Regions from separate parts of the Macaca fascicularis genome. Here region 2 is linked to region 1. Evidence: chromatin contacts called from public Hi-C data. All regions are on one chromosome and are shown on one strand. Each heading gives the region's core, a stretch centred on a gene start, on an enhancer-like site or on the middle of the called end of the contact. The rest is flanking DNA. Distances are from core to core; before and after follow the strand shown. Region 1 holds the start of ITGB5 (integrin subunit beta 5). Region 2 overlaps KALRN (kalirin RhoGEF kinase).

What was found. A called contact is a pair of places that touch in the nucleus more often than the background predicts.
Region 2: a contact with region 1 is called in a Hi-C map of skeletal muscle, with 6 times the contacts expected there. The contact joins the enhancer-like site here to the promoter of ITGB5 in region 1. A contact is called at or near these places in 2 of 2 Hi-C or Micro-C datasets (liver and skeletal muscle).

What each region holds. Positions count from the first base shown.
Region 1 is chr2:158,350,661-158,355,139 of T2T-MFA8v1.1, forward strand. It overlaps ITGB5 (integrin subunit beta 5), which reads left to right and starts at 2,411. Exons shown (of 15, transcript XM_005547933.5): 1 at 2,411-2,938. The coding sequence starts at 2,869.
Region 2 is chr2:158,671,123-158,675,565 of T2T-MFA8v1.1, forward strand. All of the region lies in intron 33 of KALRN (kalirin RhoGEF kinase), which reads right to left. Among named protein-coding and RNA genes, the nearest start is that of UMPS, 170 kb to the left of the region's middle. Within about 2 kb of position 3,044, at least 2 of the 6 cell types and tissues checked have an H3K27ac peak or open chromatin away from gene starts, as enhancers often do.

The DNA.
Region 1 (4,479 bases), core at 1,161-3,660:
GGTCTCCCAAAGTGCTGGAATTAGACTTGAGCCAACGTGCTGGCCCCATTATTTATAATCACTGCCTCTCAAACTGGGATAAGGGTAGCTCCAAGGCCACTGACCTGAGAGACAGGTAGCTCTGAGATAAACCCAGGACACCTCCTGTAAAATATTTAGGGACAAGCATTTTACATCAAAACAAACATGAGGATATTATAGAATACGTTAACCCAAAATATCAGAGACCAGTCTCATTAAATTTAGAAAGTTTATTTCGCCAAGGTTAAGGATGTGCCAGTGACGGGAAGTCCTGACAATATGTACCCAAGGTGGCTGGGGGTACAGTTTTCTTTTATACGTTTTAGGGAGACATAAGACATCAATGAATATGTGTAAGATGTACATTGGTTCGGTTTTGTAAGGCGGGACAACATGAAGTGGGGGCTTCCAGGTTAGAAGTAGATAAGAGACAAAAGGCTGCATTCTTTTGATTAGCCTTCCACTGAATACACAATTTAGTCTGGCTCAGTGAATCTGCATTTTTACATAAACAATAGGCCAGAGGGAGCAATCAGGTATTCATTTGTCTCAGGTGAGCCTCAGAGGGATGACTTTGAGTTCTGTCTGTCTTTTGTCCACAAGGAATTTCCTGTGGGTAAATTGTGAGCGAGGTATGTAGCTTCTTAGCTATCTTATTTAGGAATAAAATGGGAGGCAGGTTTGCCTGACCCAGTTCCCAGCTTGACTTTTCTCCTGGCTTAGTGATTTGGGGGCCCTGAGATTTATTTTCTTTTCACAAATACTGTAAAGGAGCTTGCTATGGACTGCTGCATCTTTGCCGCCAGGCACACTATATTGTACTTCAAGAAGTTTACTTCCTCAGGCATTGAGGCACCACCTTGTCAGAGTTTGGGAGGAGGCCGACAAATAAAGGTTAACAGCCAAACTCCTTGAGCTGGGCAGTTAGGACAGTTTTCCACTGGGCCCTCCAAGCCATTCTTCCACCAGGTCCCTGACTTGCAAAGGTGAGACCCCTTTGTTCTTTACCCCTTCCTGCTTCAGTTTTAGCCAAGCCATGCTGCCCTTTTGAACAAGGCATCCCAGCTGTCACTTCCTCCAGCAGTTAACCCCTCTGTCCCTCAGTTTCCTCAACTGGATAACAGTAGGGTTGTCAGGAGGATGAAATGAGTTAATATGGGTAAAGGACTTAGAACAGCGCCTGGCTGGCAGTGTGCTCTCTGTACTTGATAGGTATTCTATCTTTATCTTCTCCTACCTGAATGTTGCCTCTTCTCTTGCCTATAAACCACTCCACTCTAAATGCACTTGTAGCGAATCCAAGCCCAAGGTATCCTTTGCTGCACCATCTGAGGAAGACCCCACCCCACTCCTTATTGGCCAGTTCAGATCCAGCTCATATGTAAACTGCAAGATGAAAGCCTGAGCATATGTTTTTGAGTCTATCAGTTTGATCATGGAAACTGACAGATTGTCAGTAAGGACAACGAAATATAGCGGCATATTGGCCAGTCTCAAATCCTTGAAAGGTGCAAATGTTAAAAAGTGAAAAGCTGGCCGGGCGCGGTGCTTCGCGCCTGTAATCTCAGCACTTTAGGAGGCAGACACAGGAGGATTGCTTGAGCCCAGGAGTTCGAGACCTACCTGAGCAACACAGCGAGACCCTCATTTCCACAAAACATGTAAAAATTGTCCGGGTGTGGTGGCGCGCACCTGTAGTCCCAGCTACTCAGGAGGCTAAGGTGGAGGAACCCTTGAGCCCAGGAGGTCCAGGCTGCAGTGAGCGGAGATTGGGCCACTGCACTCCAGCCTGAGTGAGAGCGAGACGCTGAGAAAGAAAAGAAAAGAAAAGAAAAGAAAAAAGAAAAGAAAAGAAAAGAAAAGAAAGAAAGGAAAGAAAGAAAAGAAAGAAAGAAAGAGAGAGAAAGAAAGAAAAAGAAAAAGTAACGTAGGTTTTACCTGTGCCTCCACGCCCCACCGTGCCCTCCCTTGCCTATCCAGAAGTCGCTTTGCGGTTCCACGCGCGGGCGTCTACGTCCCACCTCAGGCCGCCGGAGGTGCGGCTTTGGGAGGATGAGGTGGGCCCGGCACGACATGACCCCCGTACCTGCTCTCCCTTTCAGAGTCTAGCAACCGCCTTTGGCCCAGGTAATCTCAGCTCGCCTAATGCTGCGTGCCCCGCCGCTTTCCCGTGGCGACGGGCGGCGAAGCTACGGGAGCGGGCTCTACTCAGTGGTTTCGAGCCCCCCATGCCCCAAGTGAGTCGCAAGCGACTTCCACCTGGGCCCATAGGGCCTCCGCGTCCCGGGCCGGTCCCCGCACAGGGCGGAGCCGACCCGGCCCGGAGCTCGCCCCGCCCCGCCCCGCCTCGCAGTAAGCTGACCGTGTGGCGGCCGGGAGGGGGCCTGGCAGGGGAGAGAAGGGGAGGAGAAAGGAGAGGAGGAAAGTGGAGCCTGGCGGGACGGAGGGAGGAAGGGAAGGGGCGGAGGCGAGGGGCAGAGTGTGCCGGCGCGCGGGGGAGCCTCGGCGCGGGGCGCGTCTCGGAGCCCAAGTCGCGGCCCCCGAGCGGAGCCAGCCCCTGCCCTGCCCGGAGCCGCCCGCCGGGGCCGTCCCGAGCGGCGACACCCTAGGCGTCCCGGCCCGCCAGCCAGGGCAGCCGCCGTTCCGGGACTCGGCCGTGAGCGCTGCCGGACAGATGGTGGCGGCGGGGCGCGGGCCAGCGCGGGCGCTGTGAGCCGTAGCTGCGCACGGGGCATGTGGCGGCGGCCCCCGGCCCTCGGCCCCCGCGCTCCGGCCCCCGCCCGGGTCCCGGCCGCCGGCCCCAGCGGAGTGCAGCGACCGCGCCGCCGCTGAGGGAGGCGCCCCACCATGCCGCGGGCCCCGGCGCCGCTGTACGCTTGCCTCCTGGGGCTCTGCGCGCTCCTGCCCGGGCTTGCAGGTAAGCCGCGCCGCCCACGGCGCCCAGAGAAACTTTGTCGCGCACACAGCCGCGGGCAGGCGTCTCAGAGGGGCGGGGAGCGCAGGCAGTGCCTGAGGGCAGAGGGCGCCTTCAGGGCACTCCCTGGTGGATGGACCAGTCGCCAGGGGACAGCCCCGCGGGGCCGTCGTGAATCTCCTCTCCCCTCCCGGGCTGAGGAGGAGCTTCCCTTCCTGTGTAAACAGCCTGGCCGGCCTGCTGACCTAGCCCGCCAGCCCCGTGCCTAGGGCACGGGGAGGACCATCGCCGGCCCTGCCTTGGGGCCCGGGCTCTCCGTTGGCGGGCACAAAGCGGTCCTTGTGGCCGGCCGGGAGCGGGCGGGCTGCTGGGGGGGATGCCGCCGGTGTCCTGTTCCCGGGGAAGCAAGGGAGTCTCGAAACCCCAGCCAAAGCCCAGGGCCACCTCCACTCCTGAGGGCTCGCCTCCTGGGACTGCGGGTGCACAGGGCCCACCGCGAATCCTGGAGTTCTCTGCGCCTAGGCTAGCCGCCTTCATTTGAAGATGCAGACCCACTTCCCCACCCCACCCCGCCTGCTTCCGCCTCGCCTAGGCCACCGCAAACCCGAGGGGGCACCCGCGTCCCAAACCACAGCCCCACCTGGGACTTCCCTGTTAGATTCCTTCTGCCCGACTTTATCCCGCCATTTGCACACGCTCGGAGCCTCACACTCCCCTAACTGTGACGGATTCTGGAGTAGAGGACAGGGGCTGCGGAGATTGCCTTAGCCCGACGCTGCCATGGGCTGGCGGCGGTGCGAGGATCCCTCGGTTACCTGCTCTTAAGTTTTCAGGGTTGGGAGATGACTGGACGTGGCAGTTCGGAGGCCCTCGAGGAAGGATGCACTTGTTTGGGATGCGGACTTTCTCCCTTCCTTTAGGAACTAATAGTGCTCTATTCACTTTGGAGCCGGAGATACTTGATTGCTCTTGTGAGCCAAGTGGTTGCCTGGCTGCCCAAGGGGAGGACTGTTCCCCCCCCCCCCCCTCGGTGTCTCATTTACATGAAGGCAGTGGATGTTTAGGTTTAAGAGCGGAGGAGGGGTCTGAGCAAACAACAACTTCGTTTAGACCCTAATTCAAACTTAATACTGTAGCAAGGTTTTTGTTTTTTGTTTTAAATGGGAAAATAATCACTCCAGAGCTCGGAGAGTAGATGAGTGGATTCCAGACACCCATCCGGCCGCCAGTGCCCATCACGGATAGTTTCATGGGTCCCTCGAGAAAGCGAGCAGAAGGAAGCTGTAGCCCACATCACACAGGAATGTATTGTTGTGAACGCTCCCCTGCCCCACAAGGACTTTCCTTTAGTTTGAAATTAGGCACTTTTTCTTTTTTGGTGGGAACATTTTCTTTTAATACTTTTAATAATGTTAGTAGTTTTTAATTTTGGCAAAATAAGAAAATCTGGCAACCCTATGTTAAGCTCCCCTTCTCATTTTCTGTTTGTTTCTTTTGTTTTGTTTTTAAATCTTAGTTTTCTTTGAAATCCAAAAGTTTGGAAA
Region 2 (4,443 bases), core at 1,794-4,293, 320 kb after region 1:
TGCCATTAAACCCCTTCCCTGTATGCCCCTTTACTCCTTCCAAGGGTTTTACCCTGTGCTCTGTCCCTGCCCTGACTACGACCCTCAGACTCCTATTGTATGGGCATCTATTCTAACTCACCCCTCCCACTAGATTCTCACTAGATGATAGGGGATAATGGAAGAGACAACCTTCCTTCCTTCTAACCCCTGCAACACCTCCCATCCCCACCTCTTACTGGAGCCATCAGCCTAAAATTGAGGCTACGAGGACTACAAAAAGAATGAGGCTTCAATTCAAAGGCAGAAGTAAAGCAATGTCTGTCTGGGAGGGGAATAGCCTCCAAGGCTCAGGCACTAGGGACTGGGAGGAAGCATGAGAAGGGAGACGGGCCACTTCTTCCTTAGGAACATACCCCCAGCCCTCACGCTCCATGCCGGCTTCGCTCCACACCGCCTTTTTCCTACTTCACTGATCCTGTTGCAGAACCAATAAAAGGGGCTGACAGGAACAACCCCTACTGCTGAATGCTGGGAGTTCTCACTTTTTCGCCTTGGGGATTTGGCCCCACTTCCCCCCTTTCCTCTGGCTTCATATTTCCATGAGAATCCATTTGGTTATTAGTTTGTCTCATAGAACTAAGTACAGTCTCCCTCTTGGAAGAACAGCTGCACTGAAGGGCAGAGTGACAGGTAGGGAAGGGAAGGAATGAGGAGGATGAGGCCCAGCTTGCTAGCCTGTTATCCTCTAAAGTTCACCCCAAAAGCAGTTTGGAGGCAAAGTCCCTGCACCACCTCCAGGGAAGCGACTTCAGTCTGTGCATCTCTGATGTAAGCCTTCAGGGCCCAAATTTTCTGCATCAGTGGCCATATGAATGCACTTGTCCAAACATGTTGTGTAGCCATTTCACACACATTCTGGGAAGCTTCTGCCCAACGGCATACACAGTGAACGTCACAGTGAGTAGAGAATTAACAGTCCCACCAGGACCAAAAGCTCAGCATTCAGGACTGTAAGAAATTTCCAGTAAAGGGACTTCGATTTCAGAGGGGGCTTGAAAAGGTTAAAATAATGCATCAGACTGATGTTGGCAATATGCGTCACCACCAGTCACAGGGCAGGGGGTCTGTGCTAACCACATTCCCACAGGACTGCCATTGGGATCAGATCAGGAAATCTGCAGGACAGAAGGTAGAAGGTGGAAGGAGACAGAAGGGAATATTTTTCCATTTAACTCTCCTGGTCCCATTAAATGCACAGTCTTCACTCCCCCACTCTCCTGGTGCTATCCTCCTTAAAAACATCATATAGAGAAGGATTTTGTGGGATGGAGACCCCTCAAATCTCTAGAGTACTTTTACAGTTAGCAAAACACCTTTACATTAATTATCCACTTGGTCCTCACAATAACCAGGTAGTACTATCATCTCCATCTCATACATCAGGAAATTCAAGCTCAGAAATGTCAACATCGGTGGTTCGGCACTGAGTGTACACAAAAATCATGTAGAGAGCTTATAAAATGAAGATTCCCTAGCAGTTCCTTCTCTTGCTCCACCCCTCAATCACACATCATGATTCAGTAGGCCTGGGTCAGGGCCTGGGAATGCCTTCCACTGCCCACAGACCGGGTCTCGTTCTGAACCCCAGGCTGGAATGCAGTGGTGCAATCTTGGCTCACTGCAGCCTCTACCTCTCTGGCTCAAGTGATCCTCCCACCTCAGCCTGCTGAGTGGCTGGGACCATAGGTGTGCACCACCTCACCCAGCTAATTTTTAAATTTTTTTGTAGAGACATGGTCTCACGATGTTTGTCTTGAACTCCTGGGCTCAATTGATCCTCCTGCTTCAGTCTCCCAAAGTGCTGGGATTCAGATCCCAAAGTGCTCTGTAATACATTTCATATTTTGACCAGGGAACACTACATGTGAATAGATATATCACTGAAACACAAGCTCAACTCTGACATTCTATGTTTTTCTCAATTGCTGTTGACATCCCACTAATTTGATTCCAACTCACTAATGGACTATGTAGAATGCCGGCCTAGATGACTGACATTCTTTCTAATTGAGAGATTCTTTATCACTGAGCTTCTGCATCTCAGTGGAGCTGCTCCTCTGTGACAATGCCAGAGGCTCAGGGTTGCTTCTTGAGGCCAAGCTCACACATAGCAGGGGATGCAACTTGCAGCCCTTTTAGGGCAACATGGTTGAGTCCAGGGATGAGTGTAGTCCTTTTGCAGACTGTTAGAGCAGAAGGGGCCTGAAACTCTAGTTGCAAACGGCCCAGCATGGCACCCAGATACAAGACCCACTGCCCCCTGGGGCGGGTTACAATCAGACCCATGGGCTGGACAGAAGAGGGTAAAAAGCCAAGCTTGTGTCTCTGCAATTAAAGACACAGTTCCTGGCGAGAAGCCTGGATACGCCACTAGATGGCGGTATTTGTCTTCTGTAGGCTGCCTAGTCCAGACAAAGGAAGAAGCGGAAACAAGATCAATGGGCAATTTCTTCCATGCTCACATGTTATAGATAACCGGGCTCAAGCTTTACATGCAGCCCAAAAGCCATTATGGTTCAAATACAGGATGAATATCCTGGTTCACTTCACCTCAATGGCTTGATCAAAAAGATTTACTACACCAGGTCCCTACCCTGGCAAGAAGTGAATTCCAAAGAACGGCCAACAAGGGAGGGTGCTGGGGAAATGGTTTGAGGGGTCAGGCAGAGCTGCTCCTGCAACAGTCCCTTCTCATCCTCTCCTCCAGGGAAGCTGTAGGGTGAGATTCTAAGACCAACGTTATTCCTGCTCAGAAGATGCTGGGAGCTGAGTAGGCAGCACAGAATCTCAGCATGCATTCAGGTTAGGTTTTTGATTCTTCTCTGATCTTGTACCCCTGCTTCTGGAATCTTCTCTCATCTTATTCCCCTCACTGTATCCTCCCACTCCAGCAGCAAGTCCCTATCTGGCCTTTCATGCCTGAGTCTTGGCCCCCTTCCCGGGAGCGCTCAGATATTTTCTCTGCCTAGTTCCCTAGAACGCCGCCTAAGGCCTGCTAAGCCTTCTTGATGCTAATTGTCTGCCTGGCTTCCCACCCAAGTGCCTGCTGCTGAGTCACCATCCAACTCCCTGTCCTTACTTTCCCAGTCTCTCTCCTTTCTGGGTCCTCGCCATTTCCAGTGGGGCCTGTGCCCCTGCTGACCAATCCCTGGGTGGACGTGGCCTCCCTGCCCTCCGCAATGCTTCCCAGAGGGGCAGAAGGAGCTCTTCCCGTCCTCACTTTCCTTCGGCTCTGCAGTGATAGCTGTGTTGGCTTCTTTCCAGCATGAACTGCTACATACACAGGGGACATTTCGTAACCACTCTTTGTAACTCCATCTGCATTTTCAAAGTTCTCGCATTCACCAGAAATGATCACTTTCATTTATGTCTATTTTTACATGATTAATATTTGGAGATTAACTGAACCTCCTTCTTGTATACACTGTGTGAGCTAGATTGTCCCTGTGAGCTTCCCCACATTATGGAAAAGACACAGTTATTATTCCCTGATGGTTTCCCAATGGCATCCAGAGAGTGAGGACAGGACCCCTGAAGAATTCTGTTGTCATTTCAGAGCTTCCATTTGTGCACCTCTGTGTCTCTGCTCCATTCTCCAAGGTAGCAGAGCCTCATTTAGGGCATGGGCTCTACAGCTTCTCACCAGCTGTGTGACCAGGAGCAATTTACTTCACCTCTTTGTCTCAATTTCTTCATCTGTCAAATGGGGATAATGACAGTACCTACTTCATAGCTTGTTGTGAAGATTAAATGAGATAATATTAAAGCACCTAGGATAGTGCCTTAAGCAGAGAGAGCTAAGTGATTGTCTAAAAAATAAGTTCTGGGCCAGGTGCAGTGGCTTGAGCTTGTAATCCCAGCATTTTGGGAGGCCAAGTGGGGTGGATCACTTGAGGTCAGGAGTTCCAGACCAACCTGGCCAACATGGTGAAAGCCTGTCTCTACTAAAATTACAAAAAATTAGCCGGGTGCGGTGGGGCATGCCTGTAGTCCCAGCTACTTGGGAGGCCGAGGCAGGAGAACCATGCAAACCTGGAAGTAGAGGTTGCAGTGAGCCGAGATCATGCCACTGCACTCCAGCCTGGGTGTCACTGTGAGACTCCATCTCAAAAAACAAAGTTCTGGAGGTATTAGTGAATTATTATTTAAATTTGGGAGGAAAGGAGTACAGAAGAAATTTTAAACATCAATTTTGATGGCATGTTGTTTGGTAACAGACTGTATCAACTGTATACATGCACATACATTATTATGTAAATGAATCTTTTTTTTTTTCTTAAAGTCATCTTCATGGAGTTTTGCCCTAACTAGAAGAACTGACCCTGAGGCTCACTAGGGAAGGTGACTCAGACCTCCCTCAGATCAGCACATACTTTTCCTGTTATAATAAAAACAAAGGAA